2 separate regions of the Columba livia genome follow, and region 2 is linked to region 1. Evidence: chromatin contacts called from public Hi-C data. All regions are on one chromosome and are shown on one strand. The core of a region is the stretch at or near the end of the contact, and the rest is flanking DNA. Distances in the headings are between cores, read along the strand shown. Region 1 overlaps MAPKBP1 (mitogen-activated protein kinase binding protein 1). Region 2 holds the start of MAPKBP1 (mitogen-activated protein kinase binding protein 1).

Region 1 (5,933 bases), core at 1,212-3,711:
CACTTTTACATGAAGTATCTGACTCACTAAGTCAGCAGCAGTGGATCACTCCATGCAGCTGCCCCCACCTTCTGCCTTTTCTCCTACTGGCTTCACTCCTGTTCTTATCAAAATTCTAGTTCCTGGACATTTTCATCTTCTCATTGTCCCGCAGTTTCCTCACACGACCCTCTAGTCTCAGCTGCCTTCCCCCAGCCACCTCCTTCTTCATGCTTCTTCAGCAACCTAATAAAAAACAGATTTCTGCAGAAGTCAGTTTTCCTCTTTCCTTCCTCTGCAGGTCACACTACCCTTCAGCGGGCCTGGGAAAATTAAAAGCCCATGATGGCATTCCTCTCCAAGTTGCCCTGTCTTGTAGGACACATGGCTGGAGGCAGTGTTCATGGGTCAGGTCCTCCTTTCCTAAATGCACGCATCCTGTGCTATAAAGAGGATGCTATACAGAGGAAAGAAAACTCCATTAAGATATAAAAACAAATGCTAGCTTGCTTTTTTTTTTTTTTCCCCAACAAATATATTCCTTTTCACGCTGCTGCAAGAATAAATGAAAAGAGCAAACAGTTCCATCCCTTCAAAATCGGTCCATTTCTCAGTTTCTGGCTCATACTCTGCTTTCTTCCCCACACCCAAAGCTATTCAAATGCAAGTGCAATAGCTTCCTACGCGCTAAATGAATGAAAAAAAAACACAACAGACATTGATAAGAACAAAATCTCTTTTACACTGCACTGGTTGCCAAGGGAAGCTTGATCAGAGTGAAGCAGTGTCTACAAAAGCTGGTGTTCATTTTCTGTGTGGCAACTCTTCCTGCCAGAAAGCTTCTTTAATTCACAGCCAGTACTGGGAGTGGGCTAACAGTGATGCGATAGGATGTGGACACTGAGTATGTAACTGAATAGGTATTTTCATGCAAGCTATATGAATTAAATGCATGCTGAGAAGAAAGATGTATCTGTCGAGAGGTTAAGATTTGGGTGTCACTGCCTGAGGAGAAAAGCCTTCAGAGCTCCCTGCAACAATTCACGACAACGAAGACTCAAAAGGTGGGAGCCTGAGAGATGCAGCTAAATTCATGCTTCAGAAACCAACACAGCCTAACAAAACAGGCTAAAAAGCACTGAATACTGAACAAAAAACCCACATTCAGAGATGTCTTAAGGCAGTAGGCACCCAGACACCAGAAAAGGGAGAGCAGCACAGGAAGTTGAGTCTACAAGAAGGCAGAGCAGAACTGACAAGATTGATTTGTATGGCTAACCCCCAAAGCAACAAGGGCAGCCTCTGCCCACCCCCCACCATTTCCACCTACTGAATTCACATCACCCCTTGCATTGACTAACAGGGCAGATGTGTTCAGTAAGAGAGAACACAGGATGAAGAAGCCCAACAGCCCCTCTCTGCCCAGTGTCATTTGCTTTGCACAACCACAGGGTAGTGCTCCAATTGCTCCCCTCAGCTGCGGCAAGGTAATACCAGTGACAGATCACTTCCCACACAACCTTCCATGACCTGAGCCAGAAAAGCAAGCCACGCAAGAGAACAAGTACTACAACCCCAAACATGGGAACCTCAAAATGCCCACCACTCCTGCAAAAACAACACTGGTGCCTACGTGATCTCATGACATCCAGAAAAACAGGTAAGTTGTTCTCCCCACCACCTGGCAAGCATGCTGCCATCCTCATGATCTGCTGCTGCCAGTGTGGTTTGTGCCTGTCCACATGTCCAGTCTCTACTGCAGATAAGGGGACAGGACTGAGTGCCACAGAAGTTCCTCCTCAGCTCCTGCCCTGCACAGGGCCAACACAAACCCCTGCTGTGCATGGCCGACAGGTTCCACTGGCAACGTTCAACAGCCCCTTCACACCTGCCAGACTATATCTTAAAAACAACCAGCTGCATCTCTGACCTCAAGCTGCAGACGGCAGAGAAGAGATGCAATGCACAGATCTGAAAAGATATGCGAAACACTTTAAAAAACCCCAACACATAAATGGATTTTAAAAATCTGATAAGGAGCAGAGATTGTGACTGTACATTGACCATTCCAGCCCTCTCTTCTTGCATACACACAGACACCTCTGAAGCTTCAGCTTGACCAGGGGCACAGAGGAGAAGCAGAGGTCCTCCTGTCCACCTTCTGCCTGAGCCAGGGCCCTGCCTGCCCACAAGGACTGGCCACAGTCATTCACAGTGGGTCCAGCTGATCTTACTGCAACATACCCATGCTCTGCTGGAACTACCACATGCGGAAAACTCTGTCTTAGCATGGAAATCTCCAATGTTAGGTTATTTTGAGGTCTCTTTTCAAGAAGACAGAGCAGTAGTGAAGAAGGAGGATTTTTAAAACCAGCAACCCTTCTGACACCAGGCAAACTTAAGGCAGGGAGACGATTCAGGAAAGCAAATTCAGACTCTATCCTGCGCATTAAATGGATGCGGGGACAAAAGACAGCCTGGGCCCCATCTCGCCCCGGGTAAGCTGTGTGCAACTCCACAGCAGCCACGCTGGAGCCAGAGACGCAATGGCAGTGCCCTGGGGAAAGCCATGGCTTTTCACAGAGCAGCGCAATCAGGAGGCACCTTTTCTGGGAGGCAAAGGGCTAAGCCAGACAGAGATTGTGAAAGACTTGGGCAAGAAGTGCATGTGGGGAAAGCAGAGGGGAGAAAAGGGCTCAGAGGAAAACCACGAAATTTCAATCAGCTTACCAACTGGGAATGATTACAGTTGCAAGGAAGATGAAAATTATTGCAGTTAATTGTTATGGCTCATGCCTGCCTAGTCACCAGTGATTCAGCAGGAACTTCACCTTCAAAACATCCCAATTCCCTTCCAACTCTCCAATGCCAAGAGAGGAAAAATGAACAAAACTGATGGATGAGAAACCAGGGATGAAGCCCTGCCCCAGCAGAACTGGGGATAAGCCACCTCCCCTGCCTTGCAGTATATCCCATCTCTCCTCCAGCCTGCAGTGAGGCTAGGTGGAACAACGAAGTCACACAGAGCAGCAGCTGCACACACAGGCGCTGAACTGCCTGCCAGACTGCACGTCTGACAAGCTTCAGAGGACACTGGGCACTGCTGACAAATGCATGTGCACACACACACATGCATATTTATATAAATGTGTTTGTAGGTGTATATAGAGACACTTGTATACATATGGCTCCTGGCTGACTATAACACACAGAGTCCACATTTCTCCCTCCCTCTCTCCAAAACCACTCACTTCCCTAGAGGCAGGGAAGCAATGCCAGTAACACACCTACACGAAGCATTAAATCAACTGGGCTGGGAGTGGGAGTTGCAGAGCTGCGTTTTATTTCAGCACTCTTGGCAAACACTCGCTGAACACTGCAAATGAGCAGCAGCCCCAGGGGCTAGAGCAATGGGCAACTGATGATAGGAAGGCTGGAGGAATAAAAGGATCGCTGAGACAGTTCATGACATGAAAATGTGCTGATCAGTCAGACAAAGACTAAGAAGCAGTAGAAAATGGAGCCTTGAGTAGAACCTGGCCAGTCCCATATGCAGTCAAGAAGGACGAAGCAAACAGTCAGAACACAGCTAAGAAACTGAAGAGCTTTGCATCCAAGCAGGGAATACAACTTTTTCCAGGATGGATGCTACAGAATCATGGCATATGGTGTTAATTCTTGAGAAAGGACTTGTCTCTAGATGCTGAGGTCTCCTCCCAAAGTTACAGCTGTCACAGGCACATCAACAAGTAGAAGAGAACAACCCTCTGTCCTGACAGACCAGCCAAGACACCTGCTTCAGGGATCTCCTGCTCCCCAGTTGTGCTCCACCCCTCCGCTCGCTCTCAAGAGCCAGTCCCTGTCCGATCAGCATCTGGCTGACAGCCCCGGACCTGCCATTCTCAGCAACAAGCCCTAAGCTTTGTACTGAGTCTGAAAGGCCTTGGGCTCCCTGGCCTTGCTCACTCTGAACTTCTCTTGACCTGCCTGCAGCTCTGTTTTACTTGGTTGAGCTGTGACAGCAACTTCTAACTGACCAGGTGTCTATGGCTCATTTGTTTTACTTCTGTTTATCTTTGCGTGATACAACCATAGTTTTATATAAATAACAGTAACAAGTGCTTATTTCATGTAGACTGGGATATTTACAACTAACACAAAGATGTAGTGGAGAGAAATGCAGGCCTGGTATGATTAGAGTCCTTGAGAAGTAGAGAGATGCGGGATGCAGCGCAGAGGGGTGCAGGCAGGGGACGGTAAGAGAGGAGACGTGCTTGGCACAGGAGACCCCACAGCTGTGAACAACTCACCTGCGATCCACTGAAGAAATACAGATCTAGAGCTGAACAAAACAGGTTTTAGGGATTAAAAAAAAAAAAAAAAAAAAAGGAAATAATATCCAATGTGCATGAAAGACACTATACATAGTGAATTCGGAAGCAGCATGGAGCTGCAGATCAACCATGAAAGTGAAAGGTGTTAAAGTGTGTTAGTGAACCTGCACAAAGTGACCCAGGTGGACCCTGGAGAGAAGAAGAATCCAGTAACATCCACATCATACTCCTCCCAGTGAAGGGCTACAGAGGCCGAAGATTTACAGTGTTGCCCTCCAATGACTTTAAGATCCAGAAGAGCAACATACAGGTGAGCCTAACACCCAGAAAAACATATAGAAATGACGAAACGTGTTACAGTTTTAGTTGCATCATCACAACTACTGAGAATTTTTCTATATAGAACTATTCTAATGCATTATTATTTTTTTGTGTTCTGGAATAATTAGTGGTGGAGTAAAATGATTCTTTGAGTGTTAAGAATTCAGTTATACTAACAATAAATTCTTGCCTTTTTTTTTTATACACACACACAGAGCCCTTATCTATAAGGGGAGTGCTTCCTTTTTGCCCATAAACAACACTGAGTGTAACAAGACCAAAGAGGAGTGCCTCAGGGAAAAGAAAATGCAGAGGTCTAGGAGAAAGGGAAGAAATGAAAGTCAAGTTGAAGAAAAAAGAAATAAAAAAAGTTTTAAAAACCTCAGGCAAATAGCAGTTCAGAGGGAAAGGCAAGAAAGAGATAAGGAGAAGCAAAAATTACAATATCAAATCTGCCATCAAGTGCTGAGCAAATCCAGCTCTCCAGCCCAACAGTGTAACGAGAGTAAATGGGAGCTCTCCCAAAAGGCACCATGCAAGGAGTATGCAGCTTCCTGCAGAGATTCACAGACCCAGCTGGGTTTACACAGGAATATCTGGCTCTGCACTTCAGGTCTGCACCGACTTCTCTGCAAGAACAGTTCCCACCACACCACAAAGCCTCAAAAGCTGAGTAAGTGTTTTCCTTTACAATCAAATCCCAAAGGAAAAACACATCCCACTTGCAAGCAATTGGCCAACACCTCTGTTTCCAGCAGCAAGTGCAGCCGGACTATTCTTTCATTGTGCCTGTGCAGCTTGGGAGCAGGGAGAAATATCAGATCTATACATCAAACTGATTATATGGGGCAGACCAACATGACAGCTCATGGCAAATGCCTCAGGGCTTTAATTGTTTTACCACGAGCAAGCAGTGCAGTCAATATTAAAGTGGCATCAATCAAAGGAGCAAAAAAAAAAGTAATACAATTCAACCCTCACCCCATTCGCATCTAATTAACCTCCAGAAAGAAGCAGACTGAGGCATGGCTGTCTCCCAGTCTCCTCCCCACCAGCATCTCCCTGAGGAGGATGGCCAGGGGCTGGGCAGGCCCCTCCAGTGCCCATTGACCTGTGGTTGATCTCTCAGGCGTTCCAGAGCAGACGGCAAAGCCCCCACTGCGGCAGGGAAACTGGAGCAGCATTTCCCCTTGAACGCTTCAGTAAGCGCATCTCTGTAAGATCGTCAGAGACACAAAAAAAACCCAAACGCACTTCTTCGAAAGCATGGAGTTAAAGAATCATCCGCTCAACCAGTCA
Region 2 (5,933 bases), core at 1,809-4,308, 48 kb after region 1:
ATCCATTATATTCCCACAGGATCCAACAGCCCTGGCTGTACATTGGGAAGCAGCATAAGGGACACAATGGAGCTCTTCCAAAAGGCACATGTAAGGAAAAGGAAAAACAAACAAACAACAAAAAACAAACAAACAAACAAAGAACAAGTTCCACAGAATACCTGGGGATTATAGAAGCAGGTCCCAGCTCTGGAAAGGAGTAGGCAGACCTCAGCTCCTTTTCACAGAGCCAGAATCCAACGCTCACTGTACACGGCAGTACAGGTGGCTTTTGGCTTTTTTGACAGAGGTCTCTGCAGAATATGGATCAACGAACGGCTCTTCAGCAACAGCTACAAAGCATGTTTCAGTGGCAGTCCACAAGCTGCATTAAATGCAGCACATGCATGCACAGGCACACACTGAGGTCATGCACAAACACCAAGGACTCTCCTCTAGACAGCTCGGAGGAAGCCAAGTAGGTTTTTCGCTTGCTTTGCAAGGGAAGAATATTGTGTTCCTTGGTATTAAACAGGCATCTCAGGGGACCTCTGACCTGAACCACAGTTTTGAGAATAGGATTTCACGCTGGGACTGACCATTAGATAAAGTGTCATGTATTTCCCCTGCAGTTTTTACACGCTCTTCACTCCAGCAGCTAACTTTTGAAGCATTACTGTTCTGAGACAAATGAACGCACTTTGCAGTCATGGATTACAAGAATTTCTTATTTATTAGTGAGTTTTCACAAAGGGGGAGGGATTAAGCTTTCTATTTATGGACAGAAAGAGCTATGCAAAGCCTGAGTGATTTGCCCAGAGTTACAAGTGAATCAGTGGCAGGGACAGCAGGATGTACCCTGACTCAGAGGCGCCTGCTGTCAGCACAAGGCAATGCCACCCAGATCTTCTTCTCCCTGCAGGCAGGGTTAAGTCATCCTCCTCTCTCATGACACCAGTCAATTCCCAGTGAGTGACTATCTGTCAGGAGTTCTCCGCAACGCCAAGAAGAATGATGGATTTTTCAGGTTAGAAGCCCTTATACCCCAGGCAAGACATCCCCAAGGGAAGGGGTCTGAGGCACACAAAGGAGGAACATAGAGAAAAGGGCATCCCAGGCCTGGAGAACGCAGAGCCCACCTGAACAGAGCCCACCTCCAAGAGACGCCTCACATCCTACATCTTTCAGACCAGCCTACCCTTCTCACATGCTCATAGAACTCTCCTTTGCAGGGCCAAGAACAATTGCTTACACAGAAGAACAGGTCTTTTGTGTATCGTTAACTGCTGGTAACATGGAGGAAGAGGCAGTATCATGTTTCTCCTATCATCTGTAACAGCACCACACGCCACAGTGTGGGAAATCCCAAAAGCTTTCTGATACAGACTGAATACACAAGCAAAAAGTGTGCGTTTCAGAAGAGCAACCTGGGCTTTAGCAAGGATCTCCAGCACAGTAGAGATCCCAATTAAAAGACAGACTACAATCACATATTGGTTTCTCTGCATCACTCTACAGTTACACCAGGTCTCCCAAAGCAGTATTGTTAGTACAGATGGAACCTCAGGCAACAAAGTTAAAGCATGCTGGCCAAACCACACAGTACTCACCTTGCTGCCTATATCTTCACGCTTGTTCCCAGGCTTGCTTCTCCTTAGCTTAATGGAAGGTGAGCGAAGTAGATTTTTGATCCGACTTGTTATTGTAGACCCTTCGACCGACATCATCTCCAGGTGCCAGGAGGATATTCACCCCACACACAAACTGTGCCTGGGAAACAAGCCCAGGTTTGAGGCAGAAATACTGATGTGCTCAGCTTTGCTTACACTTGTTCACATATCTCTCAGCGATTCTGCTCGGGAACTCCACTCCTGTTACACTGCAAAGCTATTCACAGAGGCTGGCAGACTTTCCTTTTGCAGATTCCAGAGGATCAAATCAGCAGTAATCTAAACTGAAAGATGCACCCACGGGTCAATACGACATTCGCAATAAATTCTAGTCTCATTCTTTGCAAGAAATGCCAAATGCAAGAGTTTATGATAATTGATGGGTGCGGTATTACTTATTCCCAGAGGCTTCCATGAAAATTATCATCCTTTTACTATTCATTAGCACATCTAAACCAATTCCCAGATCAAAAGTTTAGGTGTTTTACACTTCAGTATCATCTTATGACAAAGACAAAAATTCCCAGCACTGGAGTCCATTAACAGGGTCCATCCAGCCCCTTGCTTTTGCTCCATACACACCCATTCCACCTTAGGCTTCACAGTCTGGAAAGCACAACGCTGTACTTGATCACTGAACACCAATTCACAGAAGCACACCGACAATAAACATGAGGGAGTTTTTAAGTCTCACAAATTTAGCTCTGCTTTAAGTACCCGCATACATACAGTGGGTGCTATCTGATTAATAAAGACATACAGCATTTCACATCCCCACACCTTCTTTTTAAAGAGGGACCAACGAGGAACTGTAACTGCTGTCAACGATTTACAGACCCCCGGCTAAAACCTTCGCCTTTCCCAAAGCTCCGGCGGTGAAGGAGGGAAGGGGGAAAAGAGGGATCCAGCCCAAGCCTGCAGTAAATTATCCTCCAGGCTTCCGTGCAAAATGGGGGCGGGGGGAAAGAGAGCGAGAAAGAGAGAAGGGGAGAGAGCGCGGAGCAGAGGAACGTTCAAGCCGGCACAGTCACAGCTGCTCTCCCCGCGGCGGCAGCACCGCGGGCTGGGAGACGCGTCTCCTCCGCCCCCCCCAGCCTAACCCGCCGAGTTAAACCTCTCTCTCCTACCTGGTGCCCAGGAGCAGCTCTGCCGGCGAGGCCGGCGACCACGGTGCCCCGCAGCGCCTGCCCAAGCAGCCGGCCGCCCCCGAGGAGGGGCCGCGGCGCGGGCCGCCCCCGCGGGCGGGGCGGGGGCCGTTCCCTCAGAGGCGGTGGCGGCAGCGAGGGGGCGGCCCTGCAGCCTCAGGCCTCAGCCAGAAGCGGGGGGCCGAGGCCGCCCGCCGAGCTCCGCGCCGGCCGCGGGAGCCCATGGGCAAGCGCCCGCCCGCCCGCGCCGCGCAGCCGCTCCCCCCGGCGGCCGCAGCACCGCCTGCAGCTCCAGGCCGGCCGGCCGCGCTACGGCGGCCCGCGCGGGTCAAAACCCGTCGCAGCGCGGAGGTGGGGGGCGGTGGAAGCAGGTGGGCCGGCGCGGCAGAGGCTGCGACTGGCGGCCGTTACTGGGCGGCCCTTAGCGGTGGAGATGGCCCTTGCCGGTGGCCGTTGCCAGGCTTTGGGGCTGGGAGTGCCGCACTGGCCGGTCTGCCCCACGCGCCTGGTCGGCCATTTGTGGCTTGGTGCCACGAGGCTCATGCAGTTCACTGTGGACGTGGAGAAGTTGCTGCATGAGCACCTTACCTCAGGGTAGCCAGGTTTGAGCGATAAAAGTCTGGTAACACTTCACATCTGGTGTTTGGATCCTTTGCTGGGGCTGCTGTGGTCACAGAGCTCGCTGGTGCGGAGGCTGCCAGCAAAGCCAAGCCTGTGTCACTGAGATGGGCGTTACGGGGTGACCGTGGGCTCCACAGCAACTGGCCAGTTCCTGCCTATGAAGAAATCCTTCTCCCCTCAGTTCTCCAAAGTCTTTGCTAGGAATCTGGCAGCCCACTGTCACATCACAATGTGGGGATGGAGCCCATGGAGTTAATTTGGATGCTTGTGTGCTGGCTCATAGCAGGTGAGAGCCTAGAAGCAAACCTAGAATAATAGAATTGTTTAGGTTGGAATAGAACTTTAGGATCGTTGAGTTCAACTGTAAAGCTAAAACTGCCAAGTCCACCTCATGGACTTTGCACAGAGAAAACTGAATAGTTGCATAGTGTAGATGAGATCATACACATTTTTCTCCTGGTGAAATACTGAAGAATTTTATAAGCACGCAACAAAATATACATCATGCCAGCAAGAAGGTTTGGCACTTCAGCTGTCTACTAGCTGTTCCTCAGGGAAGAGTTCAGAAGCCACTACACTGACTCTTGTGCTTCCCAGACAGAGACAGACAGCTGCCCTTCCATGCCTTGGCAGGTATAAACCCATGAGGGGGAGAGGGGAGGCAGATCTCACGGGCCACCAAGCCTGAATCGCTGTCAAAAGGTGCACATTTAGGATGTAGCGCTCTGAGTTCAAAGAGGCTGTACTTGTCCACACTGGCCTAACATCTCCACACCAAAGCTCTAAAGTGGAGAAAGGAAACCAGCATTTCTTAGGGTGGAAAAGTCCTGCTAGCACCTCCTTCCTTAACATGCTCTGCCATTTATTGCAATCTGTCTCTGTCCTTGGGGCATCTTTCTGGCTCCATGTTTCCTGTTGTGGGTGCCCTCCTCCCTTTCCCATCTTTGGTGACTATCCCATCTTCAATGATTAATGCAAATCCAGACTATTGATAGCACTTGCAGATGATCATTCCAAAAATGCCATCCATGAAGAGCTCCTGAAGTTCAGGCACAGATTTACCACGACAGATAATCCACATGGGCTATGGTCTTCCTCATAGTGGTGCCCATTGTGGCCAGCACACTACCACCGTCACGGCTTGTGACTATGTGAACCTGCACCACCTGAATTTCCAGAAAAGATGGTTTGCATTCGAAGTGGGATTCTGAGCAGGCACAAGTGCTTGCAGGATTAGGATCTTAAGGCTTGACTGGTCAGAAACCTGCATATATTGACAAAAGCACCTAGAGGCATAACACAGAATGTCTTTCTACTCTCTGTCTGCTCCAGTCATGCCATAATAAGCTGAAGGTAGTGATCTTAAAATGTCAGTTGCTAACCTTTGTTAGGCTTTAGTTTTGATACACAGGTGCCATAGAGAAATCCACACTTGTTGCTATGTCAAAAAATCACAAGGTTCCAGGAAGCAGGGCTTTTGGAAAGATACTTATCTTGTGAGATTTACAATAAAATTGCAAGAGTTGGTAATGTTGCAATTATTTTAAAAATAAAAGTAATTTAAGTCTATGGGAGCTAGGAATATGGATTCATAGCTTTCGACCTCAGACATGGACTGCAACACAAGAGGTGGCACATAAGAAAAGGATTCTAGTAGTAAATGTGAATGTTGCTGAATAACAGTGCCCTGTTGCTAAGGGTGAGGAGAAATTCACGAAGGAAACCAGAGCTGCTTCTGCAAAAATGAAATTCCTCCTCTGTGAAGATTTACACATGTGCTTAGTTTTATCCAGACTGGGATCAATTCTAGTGAGTGGAACTACTCACACTGGACATGGAGTTAAAAACATGCTCCAGCCTGTACAAGGCCAGGAACTGGCATTGCACAGAAAAAAACAAAACAAAACAAAACAAACAAAGTAGTTGATAGTTCTTAAATTTCTGCTATTCAACAGTAAAATATCAGAGTCATCACATTTGGAAGAAACATGCTTACATTTGAGAAAAAGCTGAGGAATGTCTTTGAAAACAAGGCACAGCTGAAATGTTTGCTTGGGAGACGCTGTTTAAATGCAACTAGCATTGTTCCTCTTTTGTTGAAAGCTGAGCACAGCATAATGTGATTTGTGATTACAATTCTTTGTGTCTGTGAAGTGACTGAAGAGACAGGCTAACTCTGAAACATTAGTAGACTTCTAGATTCAGTGTAAAGGAACTGAGACAGAGAACAAATATTTCTGTTTTTCTGACTAAAGCATACTACCTTTCTAGTTAATTTTTAAGCAAGATGAAATGTCACAGAGTTTCTTCAGTTAAACCTAAGGAGAAGGATATTACCAGTGATTTTTAAAGAAACTTTTTCTATAGTTTTAGTAACACAAACACTTGCTCTTTTTTACTTTGATCCTATTGGTACAAAAGTAAACCAAGCAGGAATCACCAGCTTCCTCTGGGTGTCACAGTACAAGTCTTACCATACACCTATTTCATTAGAAGGGCCTGGTTTTCCAATTCTAAT

Evidence for each region. Hi-C and Micro-C count contacts between places; a contact is called where the count stands out from the background.
Region 2: a Hi-C map of crop shows a contact between it and region 1, with 2.2 times the contacts expected there. The contact joins the promoter of MAPKBP1 here to the enhancer-like site in region 1. A contact is called at or near these places in 2 of 2 Hi-C or Micro-C datasets (crop and liver).

Annotation. Positions count from the first base shown.
Region 1 is chr5:40,790,825-40,796,757 of bColLiv1.pat.W.v2, forward strand. The region is part of intron 3 of MAPKBP1 (mitogen-activated protein kinase binding protein 1); the gene reads right to left. Among named protein-coding and RNA genes, the nearest start is that of MAPKBP1, 48 kb to the right of the region's middle. Within about 2 kb of position 2,462, at least 1 of the 3 cell types and tissues checked has an H3K27ac peak away from gene starts, as active enhancers do.
Region 2 is chr5:40,838,516-40,844,448 of bColLiv1.pat.W.v2, forward strand. It overlaps MAPKBP1 (mitogen-activated protein kinase binding protein 1), which reads right to left and starts at 3,059. Exons shown (of 31, transcript XM_065064578.1): 1 at 2,777-3,059; 2 at 1,590-1,933. The coding sequence starts at 1,706. It overlaps LOC135579588 (a long non-coding RNA gene), which reads left to right and starts at 3,198. Exons shown (of 4, transcript XR_010473009.1): 1 at 3,198-3,701.